Regions from separate parts of the Danio rerio genome. Here region 2 is linked to region 1. Evidence: chromatin contacts called from public Hi-C data. All regions are on one chromosome and are shown on one strand. The core of a region is the stretch at or near the end of the contact, and the rest is flanking DNA. Distances in the headings are between cores, read along the strand shown. Region 1 holds the start of plk3 (polo-like kinase 3 (Drosophila)). Region 2 has its middle 51 kb from the start of dynlt4.

Evidence for each region. Hi-C and Micro-C count contacts between places; a contact is called where the count stands out from the background.
Region 2: a contact with region 1 is called in a Hi-C map of an unstated tissue, with 2.8 times the contacts expected there. The contact joins the enhancer-like site here to the promoter of plk3 in region 1. A contact is called at or near these places in 2 of 18 Hi-C or Micro-C datasets (caudal fin and an unstated tissue) and 2 of 4 datasets of contacts at active chromatin or transcription factors (caudal fin and gastrula embryo).

The regions. Positions count from the first base shown.
Region 1 is chr2:38,575,769-38,582,236 of GRCz12tu, reverse strand. plk3 (polo-like kinase 3 (Drosophila)) reads right to left here and starts at 2,916. Exons shown (of 15, transcript NM_201308.2): 1 at 2,622-2,916; 2 at 1,261-1,368; 3 at 1,063-1,179; 4 at 854-983; 5 at 673-760; 6 at 490-585. The coding sequence starts at 2,822. cacybp (calcyclin binding protein) reads right to left here. Exons shown (of 6, transcript NM_212887.1): 6 at 5,200-5,622. The coding sequence ends at 5,463.
Region 2 is chr2:38,638,996-38,646,162 of GRCz12tu, reverse strand. It overlaps a transcript of ankrd45 not described here. Among named protein-coding and RNA genes, the nearest start is that of dynlt4, 51 kb to the right of the region's middle. Within about 2 kb of position 5,397, at least 30 of the 62 cell types and tissues checked have an H3K27ac peak or open chromatin away from gene starts, as enhancers often do.

The DNA of each region.
Region 1 (6,468 bases), core at 1,667-4,166:
CAGTTTCTAACATAGTTTAAAATATCTTCTTTTGTGTTCAATGGAAAAAAGAAACTCACAGGTTTGAAACTAAATGTGAAGTAATAATAATAATAATAATAATAATAATAATAATAATAATTAGTTGAAATAAAATTTAAAAAATAAGTGAAATAAAACTACAAACAAGCTGCCAAGTTTCATTAATTTTAAAATACTAAACAATTTAATACACTTATATATAATAAAAAGTACAAATTAAATTAAACATGCAATATATATACACATCATAAATACATTTATCAAGGCTACAATAGTAACTGAATGTTACTAGACACCCTTTAAAAAGGTAAAAAAAAGTTTTAATTTATTTAGTAATTCTTTTATGCATTAAACATTCCATCTTTACTTTTTTTCTCATTAAATTATTAACTTCATCAATGCATTCGTGAACCACAGTTTACAAAACAATAACCCTAATAACCCTACTGTAGTGTTGATAAGACTTACATTACACAACCCAGCGACCAAACATCTGACTCTGTCCCATGGCCTTGTCTGTTTAAGACCTCTGGCGCAAGGTAGTTTGGCGTCCCACAGATGGTCCTGCAAACACACAAACAGATTTCAATCAACACACCGCTTTAATAAGTTACTATTGAATTTATGAACACTGAAGGCAAGCAAACTCACTTCTTCCTCTGCTCGACTGTCTCCAGCTTTGCTGCCAGGCCAAAATCACCCAATCTCAACTCCATGTTTTCATTCACAAAAAAATTTCCTGCAAAAACAAAAGCAGCATATTTAAACCCAGTACATTTGACGACCATCACACTAGGAAGTAAACAGCAGACAGAGGAATCAAAAACGCTACCTAGTTTGAGGTCTCTGTGGAGGATGCCTTTGTTGTGGAGGTATTTGAGTGAAGAAATGATCTGTCTGAGGTAGTAACGTACTTCTGGATCGGTCAACGTGTGTCTTGCTTTCCAAATGTGTGCCAGAGACTGCAAACATCGAAGAGTAAGATTAGATCATGTAGCTTCAGTCCCCAAATGAAACCTGTTCTTGGTTGAAACAACTCACCTTTCTGCTGCAGAGCTCAAGGAAGATGTAAATATTGTCTTGGTCCTCAAAATGATGAGAGAACTTCACTACATGCTTGTGTTGGAGGCTTTTGTGGAGCTCGATTTCATTAATGATCTACAATGAAAATGATGAATAAGCATTAGAGAGGGGGCTGGAAATATGAGGATTCTACTTTGTGCTAGGTTGTTAATTTACCTTCTCCCTCTGGTGTGGCTTTGAGACTCTGCTTTGAGGAATAACCTTCACCGCATACATCTTGTTGTTTGCAAGATCAGTCATCTCATAGCACCGTGCAAAACCACCCTAAACATCAAAAGGCACAATATATAAATCACTCAGAATGCGTCAACAGGAAACATTGCAGGGGATTTCAATGCAAGATGATGATTAACTTCAACGATCAGCAGCAGGTGACTGTGCAAACTCAATGACAAACTGAAAGAACAGTTTCCTGCCTGCAGAAGCAACATCTTTAGAGATTTTGGGTGTTGTTGAACATTTTGTTCATGTTTTCAGCATGACTAAAGAATGTGGTCTAGGCAGCAAGTTTGGGAGTCTATAGATTTGTCACTCGTTTCATTGATATTGGAATAATTCAGTTACATCCTATATAGTCATTTAAACTTATAAATATATTTCTTCTATTCAATGTGTTGAACTTCAAATTTTGGTATTCATCATTCATTCTAAAATGCATAAAATCCTTAAGATTTTTAGTAGAACATTTTCTATTCATTCTCTTAGGCAGTCCCTTGTGGCTCCCTCTGTGAGACATGTACTCCGATGACTGTAGAATTGTATGTGATAACATACACAAATATAAAATAAGATATTAAAAACGTTAATAAATCAATTCCAGTTAAGCAATTCTATAGCTGACAAATTATCCTTCACATGTGATGCATTAGAACTCTGCACTTTCAACCCATTTAACATGCATCTTTAACCAAATTCTTTATCTCCAGAAACCAAACATGGGAGGCATTTTTGCATCAAAGTTTGATTAATTTCAGAACCTGGACCTAAAACATGTACAAAGGAATGACGTATTCTTTTCCCAGTCGACCAAGCCCTCCTTACAGCATCGCACAATGATGCGGCACTTTAAAGCCCAGGATCGACAAGACTTCCAATAATCGATCGCTTAATTCATATAAGAGCCTTGTTTTGAAAACAACCCAATGAAACTGAGACGATAGTCACTGGCTCCAGTGATCATAAAGCATTACAGCATCATTTCATTGATGCATTGATTCATTCATTCATTCATCCTTTCAAGACATCAAATCAAATTACAAAGCCAGTTCTCAATCCCAAACACAAATCAATTGCGATGTCTTGGCGTTTGAAAGAAATGCTGCATGCATTGCTGCAATGACCATCAGGTAGATTGTATAAAAACCCGGACAGGGCGGACTGCGGTCCAGTGGTTCTGGTGCACCCATGATGAACACCTCACCAAACACGAGACGAACACGAGACACGTTTGAGCAACGCGACAACACATACAGTGATCAAAACTCTCCAATAAATCCCGTTAATAGAAAACACCGTACCTTTCCCAAGAGCTTTCCTTTACAGTACGACCTCCCGGTCTTCGCGTCCACCACCACCTGCGCGAGCTCCGGCTTAACGTGCTCCGATTTACTCCGGCTCGGCTTGGCGGGCGGTGGAGCCGCTGGAGACGCTTTGAACATATCCGGATTCATTATTTTACACGAAAGACGCTGAGCTGTGGTGAAACAAGAAGGATCCATTCATTAAGAAAGATCCTTCTCCTTAGAAAATAAACTCCTCTGTGCGAAGTCCTGAAGTCTGGCGAAGTTCTCTAGTCCTGTGCGAGTCAAACATGCCCGGGTACCGGAGCCCAGCAGTATATAAACTGTCCATGACGTCACGGGCAGAGGTGGGGCGCCAGAAAGGGGAAGTCTAGAATAAATCAACGTCATTGGCTACTGGAGATTCAATCAAAGATCAGAGAGACGCATATGAAAGTGCAGAAGAAAAGTGAATGAAAAGCCGAGAGCACATCATCCTATCACGGCTGACGCGATTATGGACCTCCGGGTGACACAAACAGTGCTTCTGTATTCTTCGGTTTTAACTTTCTGATATGGATGTTACTTTTTTGTTTTGTTTTTCCCACGTGATAATTTGTTTTTCATGACAAAATCTTCACATAATTCAATGTTTCATTAAATAGACAATATATATTAATAATAAAATTTGTATATTTATAACATTTGCTCACGTAGCCTAATGTAACGTTCAGAAATGAAATTAGACATATTTACAAAAATAAACACGAATTACATCTACACATACTGTATTTACATCATGAGGACGAAGCCAAATTACGTCACTACAAACATGCATCTGTACTGAACGGAACTGAGAAACTTGTGGATTCATGCGCCCCCTTGTGTATGATAAACAAACAAGGAGAAACTTATAAAAGCACATCATGTTCTGTTTCTTTTTATTTTAGTCACTGAAACAAAATATATTTTTAACCCTAAAATATAAAAAGCATCTATATAGTGTCATTCATAGTGTGAAAATGTATATAAGAATTGAGGATGAAATATTACTTGGAATACTATAGTTGCAGAAGTGGAAAAAATAATTATTTATTAGATACTAGTACTTATTAAATAACTACTACTAATCTGATATTAGTACCTTTTAATTATATATAGTAGTTTAATTGTAAACTAGAACTAATTATATACAGGTATTCATTTTAGACCATTTTGAGGGATGTAAACAAAAACAATAGTTCCAAATCATTTCCTGTTTTACATTTTTAACTTCTACAGCTTCTGAGAATCCAAAAAGAGCCACATATTGATAAGTAATGTTATGATTGGAGTTTTAACATTAAGTTATGATTGAATTGCTTCTTGTTGCTGTTATGAAATAGTTTGATAATAAGCAGGAAATGTTCATGGGCCAATGACATGACCACATTGAAATGTTCTTAGCAGTTACAAGAATATAATACAACTTATTCACACTAGTACTGATTTATGTTTTCAAAATGACAGTGTTTATATTACTGACAAAAGCACATCTTCCAATTTGTTGATTTACACCTGCCTTTATTATCCTGCACCTTTTATTCTCCTGCCTTCTCAGAATCTTATTCAATCTCTTTCGATTTCCTGTACAATTTCTCTTATATTGTTAGCTTATTCTCAACCATTCATTTTCTTTTCGGCTTAGTCCTTTTTTTAATCTGGGGTCACCACAGCAGAATGAACCCCCAACTTACCCAGAATATGTGTTACACAGCGCAACCCAACACTGGAAAACACTGTGATGCCCTATACTCAACCAGATATTACAAAATAGAGGAGAAACAGGCATTTAAAAGGTACTGAGTAAGAAATGAGAAATTGTATTTGGGTCTAAACAGGTTTAATTAACCTTAGTGACTACTTTAACAAGCACTATCAGGTTTCCAAAGATAGTAGTATCTAAACACTCATTCATTCATTTTCTTTTCGGCTTAGTCCTTTTATTAATTTAGGGTCACACAGTTGGGATGAACCGGCAAGTTATCCAGCAAGTTTTATGCAGCGGATGCCTTTCCAGCTGTAACCCATTAATGGGAAATAGTATCTAAACCAGTGGTTCTCAAACTTTATTCATCAAGTACCACCTCAGAAAAAAATTGTCTCTTCAAGTACCACCAGTAAAATGAGCAGCATTGAAATACAGTAGCGTAGTTGGCCCAGTTAAGCAGCTACATCTCTGCACAGTTAAAAAACGTGGCAGATTACCTCTGAAATATAGGCTATATGTCATATATTACATATTATATACATAATTTTTGATACATTTTGAAATGTGTGTAGCATGTACATGACATTTCATTTCTCCGCGTACCACTAGTGGTACACGTACCACAGTTTGAGAACCACTGATCTAAACAATACTAATAAATAAAAAATAAGCACTAGCAGCTGACAAAAATCAAAATGGAAAATACACTAGTATCTGAAAAAAGTAGCGGGAAATCAGATATTGGAGTTGGACGCACTAAAATGGCCCATCATTTACTTGTTTTTACGCATGATTGTCTTATATATGTCAATTTATGCATCTTTAAAAAAACACAAGACAAGATAATACATTTACAGAGCTTTTATTTTGTTTTCCTAAGTGCAAAAATAAGTTTATGACAACGCACTGAATATGAATACCTGTGAAACAACATAAAATTACAGTGGGGATATGACCCATTTAAAGCACTTTTTACACAAACATTTCATTAACAGCCATAATTAACAGTAAAAAAATTCTGTAAAATCATTGCAATGAAGTGGAATGATGTGTAGAGTGGAGCAGCTGGATTTGGGCGCTTCACTGTGAAAGCAGGTTATTTATCTGGCTTAGAAGTCAAAATCATCTGGTTTGGCCTTCTTCTCCTGAGACTCAACCCAGGCCTTGTTGATGGTGCGTTTCATCTCGTCGTCACCATCTGTGTAGATTTTCTTTAGCACACTCATCAGACCCTCACTCGGATCAGCGTTCTCACCCATGCTTGGTTTACTGAAACATAACAGTTACTATGAAGTTATCTTTTATATGAGCCAAATGTAGTATAATGCTGATGTTATCCTGATAATAATGTATTCTGCAGACAAATCTTTCTTTCAAGTTTTAATTCAAATAAGCACAAAATACTATTTTAAATATATAAGGGTTCAACACTAAGGATTAATTCTACTGGCCAGATTGGGCCTGCAGTTCAGATTTTTACTTGCCCTGCCAAAATTTTATTGGCCCTACCAAAAAAGAAGGTTAATAGCTATTTTTTTAGTCACACATCTTAAATAATGTGTCAAAAACAATGTCTGTGAATCTAGAATGTAAATATATTAAATGTTTTAAAAAAGTATAATGACCAAAAAAGTGAAATGCAAACAACAATAGCAGTACGCAAAATGTGCAGGTATTTTATTGCAAAACAAAAGGTGTCTGACTTGACAAACTGATGACATAAAAAATTTTTTCGTTGGGTTGTACCTACATAAATGCCTGCTTCCATGATGTTACAAACAGACTTTTCTTTTAGCTTCATAATTTGATCATAATTTGATGCTGCCGTCATGTTGGAGTCTCTTGGCTGTATTGGGGTTGTGTTTCCCAAACAACAACATAACTTGTGGCTGAACTATCATAGTTTGATGCATCATTTGGGAAATGAACGATAGAGTGACCAGTGTTTCCCAAAAGCCATAGTTTCTCTGTCGCAGATACTTCATTTGAATCACATTGGTTATGACATAAAACACCCATAATGATGCTCTAAATGGGGTGGACAACTATTTCTTTAGAGAAGAATCCAATCATTTCTTTGTGCAAATTATATTGTTTTACATGCATAAAAAAAAT
Region 2 (7,167 bases), core at 4,148-6,647, 61 kb before region 1:
TCTTGATAAACGAGTGGCCAAAATTCACTTTAGTGAGTTAAAACAAACTCATCACCTGCATCAGTTAACACTTTCACTTTTTGCTCTTTAAGATAAACAACAATGTTTTCTGGCACACAAGCTTTAAAATCTTCCAGCAGAATCAACTCCTGAAGTTGCTCAAGAGTAGGTTCCACTGGAAAGACACCACTTATTAAACAGTGCTTTCTTCTCTCAGGCCATAAACGTAATGATTTTTATAATATGCCCTCAACAATCTGCATTTTTGAAATTTTCAAAATAATTAATTCTGGGTGATATACTGTATGAGCCGTTTTTTCTCAAAATAAGTCTATACATAAATAAAATAAAATAAAGGTCCCTACAAGGTTTAAATTTACTGGTTTTGCTATACTTGTGGGTATACACTTAGTCCCCAGAGATGAAGGAATACAAGGTACACAGACAGACATACAGAGACATACACACACATAGTGCTGGAAAAAGATTAATCATAATTACACACATTCTCTTGTCTTCTTCTTTTTCTGTGTCATGTTATGTGTTTATTAAATTAAAAGGAATTAACAATTAGTTGCACATCTTTTCTGCAACATTCATTTATTACCATAAACATCTGTAAAAATATTATTTTTGATTACCCAGATGAAATTATGTAAGTATTATGAAGTAATGTTAATATGATAAAATCTATTCATTTAATAAATAAAAATAAATAAATACATAAAAGCACACCACATTTTGTATGTATAGAGTTTGAAGAATCCGGAAGTATTAAGTGCCGGCTGAAATTTCCTCCTAAAATTAGCATTTTTTCTCTCAGCCACATATGTTTATGTTCCGATAGATTTCTTTAAACTTATTTATCACCATTAAAGTGAAGATACTAAATACACATAGGAAAAATGCCCATTTTGGAAGAAAATTAGATTCTAACTTAGAGGCTTTTAGACTCTCCATCCATCCATCCATCCATCCATCCATCCATCCATCCATCCATCCATATATATATATACAGTTGAAGTCAGAATTATTAGCCCTCCTGTTTATTCTTTTCCCCAATTTCTATTCAACAGAGACAAAAGTTTTTTTTCAACACATTTCTAAACATAATAGTTTTATACTCATTTCTAATAACTGATTTATTTTATCTTTGCCATGATAAAATAATATTTGACTAGATTTTTTTTCAAGACACTTCTATACAGCTTAAAGTGACATTAAAAGGTTTAACTAGGTTAATTAGGTTAACTAGGCAGGTTACGATAATTAGGCAAGTTTTTGTATTACAATGTTTTGTTCGGTAGACTATCGAAAAAATATAGCTTGAAGGGGCTAATAATTTTGACCTTAAAATGGTTTTAAAAACATTTTAAGTTCTAGCCGAAATAAAACAAATAAGACTTTCTCCAGAAGAAAAAATATTGTCAGACATACTGTGAAGATTTCCTTGCTATATACACACACAGACACACACACACACACACACACACACACACACACACACACACACACACACACACACACACACACACAGACACACACACACACACACAGACACACAGACACACACACACACACACACACACACACACACACACACACACACACACACACACACACACACACACACACATATATACATACACATATATACATACACATATATATATACAGTTGAAGTCATAATTATTATTTTTTATAACTCATTTTTGGGACAAAATTATTAGCCCCTTTAAGCTATTTTTTTTCCATATTCTTCAGAACAAACCATCGTTATACAATAACTTGCCTAATTACCCTAACCTGCCTAGTCCACCTTATTAACTTAGTGAAGCCTTTAAATGTCACTGTAAGCTGTATAGAAGTGTCTTGAAAAATATCAAGTAAAATATTATTTACTGTCATCATGACAAAGAGAAAATAAATCAGTTATTAGAAATAAGTTTTTAAAACTATTATGCTTAGAAATGTGCTAAAAATATCTTCCCTCCGTTAAACAGAAATTGGGGAAAAAATAAACAGGGGCGCTTATAATTCAGGGGGGCTAATAATTCTGACTTCAACTGTACATATATATATACACACTATAGAATTACTTTTTACATAAAAAACCTAAATAAATACTGAGCCATTGAACATGAGTAAAACTAAAAACGTAGTGCTGTAAAAACTAAAGTAAACTATTTTTAATAAGTATGACTTAAGAGCAGTCGATTAGTAAATCCACTGATTAATCATACTAAAGAAAATTACCACATGCCACATGACTCACGGCTGTTCTTTTGCTTTGCTGCAAAGACCTTACTTTAAACATACTTTGAAGGAGAGAGGGGGGTGATACAGAATAAATATGGATCTGCTGGTGGATGACTCATCATATCCTTGATGTGATGATAGGTTTGGAGGTTTCCCATGGCAACAGGCACCACTCCATTCAGGGGTCCCTTCTAACTGCGCACATGGGTTGATCACAAATGATGCATAATTACGTAAACAGCCTCCCTGTTTTACTTTTTATGCCATTTTCACAGCCAGTTACATTACCTTAGTGCTAAACAATCCCCAGGACAAGTTGTTACAGAATAGGTATATACTGGTATTCAATATATTATAAAGACCATGCACGATATTGATATTGTGGGAACTTCAAAATACAGTGAATACTAATGTATTATTTCAACTTTTAAAGAGCTTTTTAATATTCAGATTGTATTTGTAGTGGTTGTTCAAAACAGCACTAAATTCCTGAAGACTTCACAGGCTATTTAGTTAACTATGTCAATCTGTTATGTAAATCTGGTTTACGACATGTTGAAATATTGATCAAAAATTCTATGACTATTTATAAGCCTACTGTTCTTTAACGCATTACGATAAGGTTTCATTTGTTAAAATTAAATTAACAATCTCTAACTCATGATAAAAACTATAAAAGCTTTAAGTAATCTTTTAGCTAATGTAAATTTTTTAATAGATGACAAATAGCACATTAATAATAGACGTTTTAATAATTTTATTAAATGGAATTAATAACCAATAAAATAAATTTTAACATAGTAACTGAAATAAATCTGACCTTTTCTCACTGCTGATTTTAAAGGGTCACAAACACTAAAACACATTTTTTGAGATGTTGACAGTCATATATATGTCACATTGCTAAAAACACTATTGTTGCTAAAAACACATGTATTTCACATAAAAAAACTGAAAATTGGTTGTTTTTGTGTTTTCAGAGCAAATTTGTTCTTTCTGTTTGAAAATAATTGTTGAAGCAATATCACGGTGATGAGGTCATTGTGTAAATTCCAGCGTGGTGATTGGCCGTCAGCACCGGCCAGTACAAAGTGACATCATTTACACGATTTTTTAGCATGTCTGAGCATTATTCATGAGGAAGAGTTGGTTTGAACCAATCAGTGTGCTCTAGTATGAATGAGATGCAACTTCATTAATATGCATGAGATCGCTTTGTTGCTTTTTAGCTGTTACAGAGTTCAGAGAAACATGGTCCAAATGGTGTTACCAAGAACAATTAAATTTAATAGATGATAGATAAAATTGGCATTTTAAAGTGTGTCAAAACAAAAGTGTTGCAGAATGCATATTTGCACCTAAAAAAAACACCAAACGCAGCGCTCAGAAATAGTTTAAAACAGTTGACATGTCAACTTGCTGCAGTAATCACAGCCTGCAATGCCTGCCCCTCCTTCAAGCTCTACTGATTAATTAAGTAACGCCTACTCATTCATTTATTTTTCTATGGCTTAGTTTCTTTATTTATCAAGGAAAAAGCCACAGTGGAATGAACCTCCAAATTATCCAGCATATGTTTATGTATGTATAGTAATTTATCATCCTTTCGCAATGTAATTGGTTTGAAAACGTTACTTACTTTGAGCATGCATTGATATACCATGAAAAAAATATTTTCTTAGATTTTTTGTGTTGTTTCTAGTCCAAATGTCAAAAAATTCTTAAATCAAAAAGCATTTTTTAGACAAGCACAACATATTATCTTCATATATTACATTATCTAAACATATTATACACATATATATTCTGATATACATATAATAAAAAGTAACTAGTAACTATTTACTTGAGTATTTTTTTTTTCATCAGCTTTTTTACTCTTACTCAAATAACTTTGAAGATTGTTACTTTTACTTGAGTAAAAAATTCTGCAAGTACTTGTACTTTTACTTGAGTATAGATTTTAGATACTCTACCCACCTCTGCTGTTAGGTTTAAAAGAAAAATATAACTGTACATATATAAGCAGGGCTGAGCCTGGTCTGTACCTGGATGGGTGACCACATGGGAAAACTAGGTTGCTGTGTGAAGTGGTCTGCTCTCAACATGTGGTCTGTGCAGGTCCTAATGCCGCAGTAAAAGTGAAGAGGACACTATACTGTCAGTGGGCGCCGTTTTTCGGAAAAATCGTTAAACTGAGGTCCTGACTCTCTATGGTCATTAAAAATCCCATGGCACTTCTCGTAAAGAGTAGGGGTCTAACCCCGGTGTCCTGGCCAAATTTCCTTCATTAGCCCTTATCCATCATGGCCTCCAATCATCCCCATCCACCGAATTGGCTGTATCACTATCTATCTACTCCACCTATAGCTGGTGTGTGGTGAGTGCACTGGTGTCGTTGTCCTGTGGCTGATATCGCATCATCCAAGTAGATACTGCACACTGGTGGTGTGGAGAGACCCCCACTCATGATTGTGAAGTGCTTTAAGTGTATAGTTAAACACAATAAAAGCGCTATATAAACACACATTGCATTACCTGCAATGTTAAGATTTAACTTTAAAAATAATACTAATAATCTTGCTAAGAGGGAGTACATATAAATCAAAAAGAAGAGCGTCTAGGACAGAACCTTGAGGCGCACTACAGGACATACGAGTCTGACATATGCATTCCTTATTTTACCTGTTAAATGACCTTTTATTCGCTCAGCTTACAGGCCAATATCGCGATAATACCATTTACTGTAATAAAAGCTTCAGCAATTTAATACCAACAAGAAAATCTGATACTGTCAAAAGCCTATTACAGAATGTGATGAAGAAAATCAAACCATCTATCCATAATAAAGCAGGGATTATTAGTGTAAAAAAATCTATTTCTTCGGTAGCAAGCAATGCTTAGCGTGCATGCTAATTATTCCTTCTATTTTTGGCAGAGAGATCCTGGAGTCTCTCAGATGTGAATAACAGAGAGTGCTGCTGCACCTGGTGCCTGGACATTCCAGTGCACTGGCTTTTCCCTGGGACGAAATCAAATATGTTCTGGAAACTAGGTAGCAACAAGAACATGGCCCCAGGAAACAGATGTGAGGGGGAGAGAAAGAAGAGAGAGGGAAAAAGACAGAGAAGAAGAGAAAAGAAGAGGGTGGGGGCAGCTGCCTGAGGAGATAACGTGTGACTGGAAATACAATGAGCAACTTCTCAGTCTCTTTCTCTTTTTGCTCATTTCTTTCTGTCTCTCTCGCTGGGAAGCCCCTCTGTCAGCCTCAGCAGACTGTACCATGATTAATCACTGCTGTGATGGTGTAGGATTAATAAAGAGAACAGCTCTGTGGTGCTTCGGGAAGTAAGCACAGAGTAAACACACAGAGTATGGTAGGGGGCAACTGTTTCATTTTTCAAGGACTTATTGCTGCACCTGTGCATGTCTATCAGAGAGTTGCATAAGGGAACATCACCCCTCTGGCCTCAAGAGGCGCACTATAACTGATGCAAGCGGGTCCAGTGTTAGTAATCTATGTTAGAAACAGCTGTTCAGGATGAGTAGGACCGGAAGGGTCACTTCATGCTGTTCTCTGGATGGAGTGAGGTTTAGGATTCAAGGGTGTTACAGAGGCCAGCTTGTAAGAGCTGTGCAAGTAAACCTCACTCAATTGGTCTCAAGCCTAGACCACCTGATGCTAGAGGTTGCAGTCTTTATATTTAGTACACTCACCTCCCATACAGAAGAACCAGAAAGGGTACATTAGTGCCTTGAGAGAAGTTTGGTGGGCCTGTGAGTAAACCGCACTGCTTGGCCTCAAGAGGAACACCAGAATCTGATTGTAGATAGTACGGAAACAGCGGTTTGACACCTGCTCAGAGAAGGTGACCTGGATTTGTAAAACATAATAACTGCTAGAACTTGAGTAAACCGAAAGGCCCCGGTATACATTAAATGAATTTAGTTTTGTTCTTCATTTGAGGACAAAAATAAGTTAGAAAATCATCAGTGACGATGTACTGTTTTCGAAAACACTAAAACCCTTGCAGTAGGCACGGTTGTAAGTGTGTCCCATTGCTTGCATCAGTGTACCTCCTAAACAATGACCGATGTGAGAAAAAAAAGAGTTTCATATAAGGCAAACAGCCTTCTCCAACCAACCAGGGGGTAAATAACATTTTTTAATTGTTTTCTTTTTTACCGTGGACAGACACCAAATAGGACAGTGTTTAGAGCTTTAAAAGACAAGGTGGGATGTGATCACACATCTCGTTTGATGTGTGATCCCCTTTAGAGCGATTGTACAGGAGTGGATACATCAGTACCAGCGCTTGATGCTTCAGTGTATTCATGTTGGCCTTAGGGAATTAGCAATTTCTCTTAAACTTTTTTTATTTATGACCAGGTTGTGGTATTGCTCAGATGACACAGGTCAAACAGACATGGGTGCTCCTGCCAAATTTCTAATAGTTTTTCCTCCATTTCTTGGGTCCAAATAGACTGAAAAGACTCCGCCCCCCAACCTCCCACTGACCTGCAGATACCCTCACTAGTGGATGCTGCTCTCTCATTGGCTGTAGGTAATTGCCAATGTTATTTTTAATATTTAGCATGCCAAATACCTCACGGGTGCTGACGACTCATCTGTGATTCTCTCAGATCGTGTCTTTGATAGTTCACACTGTGTGATTGTTACTCACGTGAACGAGCATCGATTTACTTGTGATTTCAGGAATTTGTCTGCAATTTTCCAAAACCTGTCAACGAGTCGAAATTGGGGCTAAAATCATGCAATTTGAACTCGGCATTAGGGGGCAGGGGTGAGTTTGACAGAGACCAGCTAAGCGCTGTGCAAGTAAAGCTGATATCTCTGGTCTAAAAGCTGCACAAGTGAAAGATGCTATAGGCTTGGTCTTATTTGTT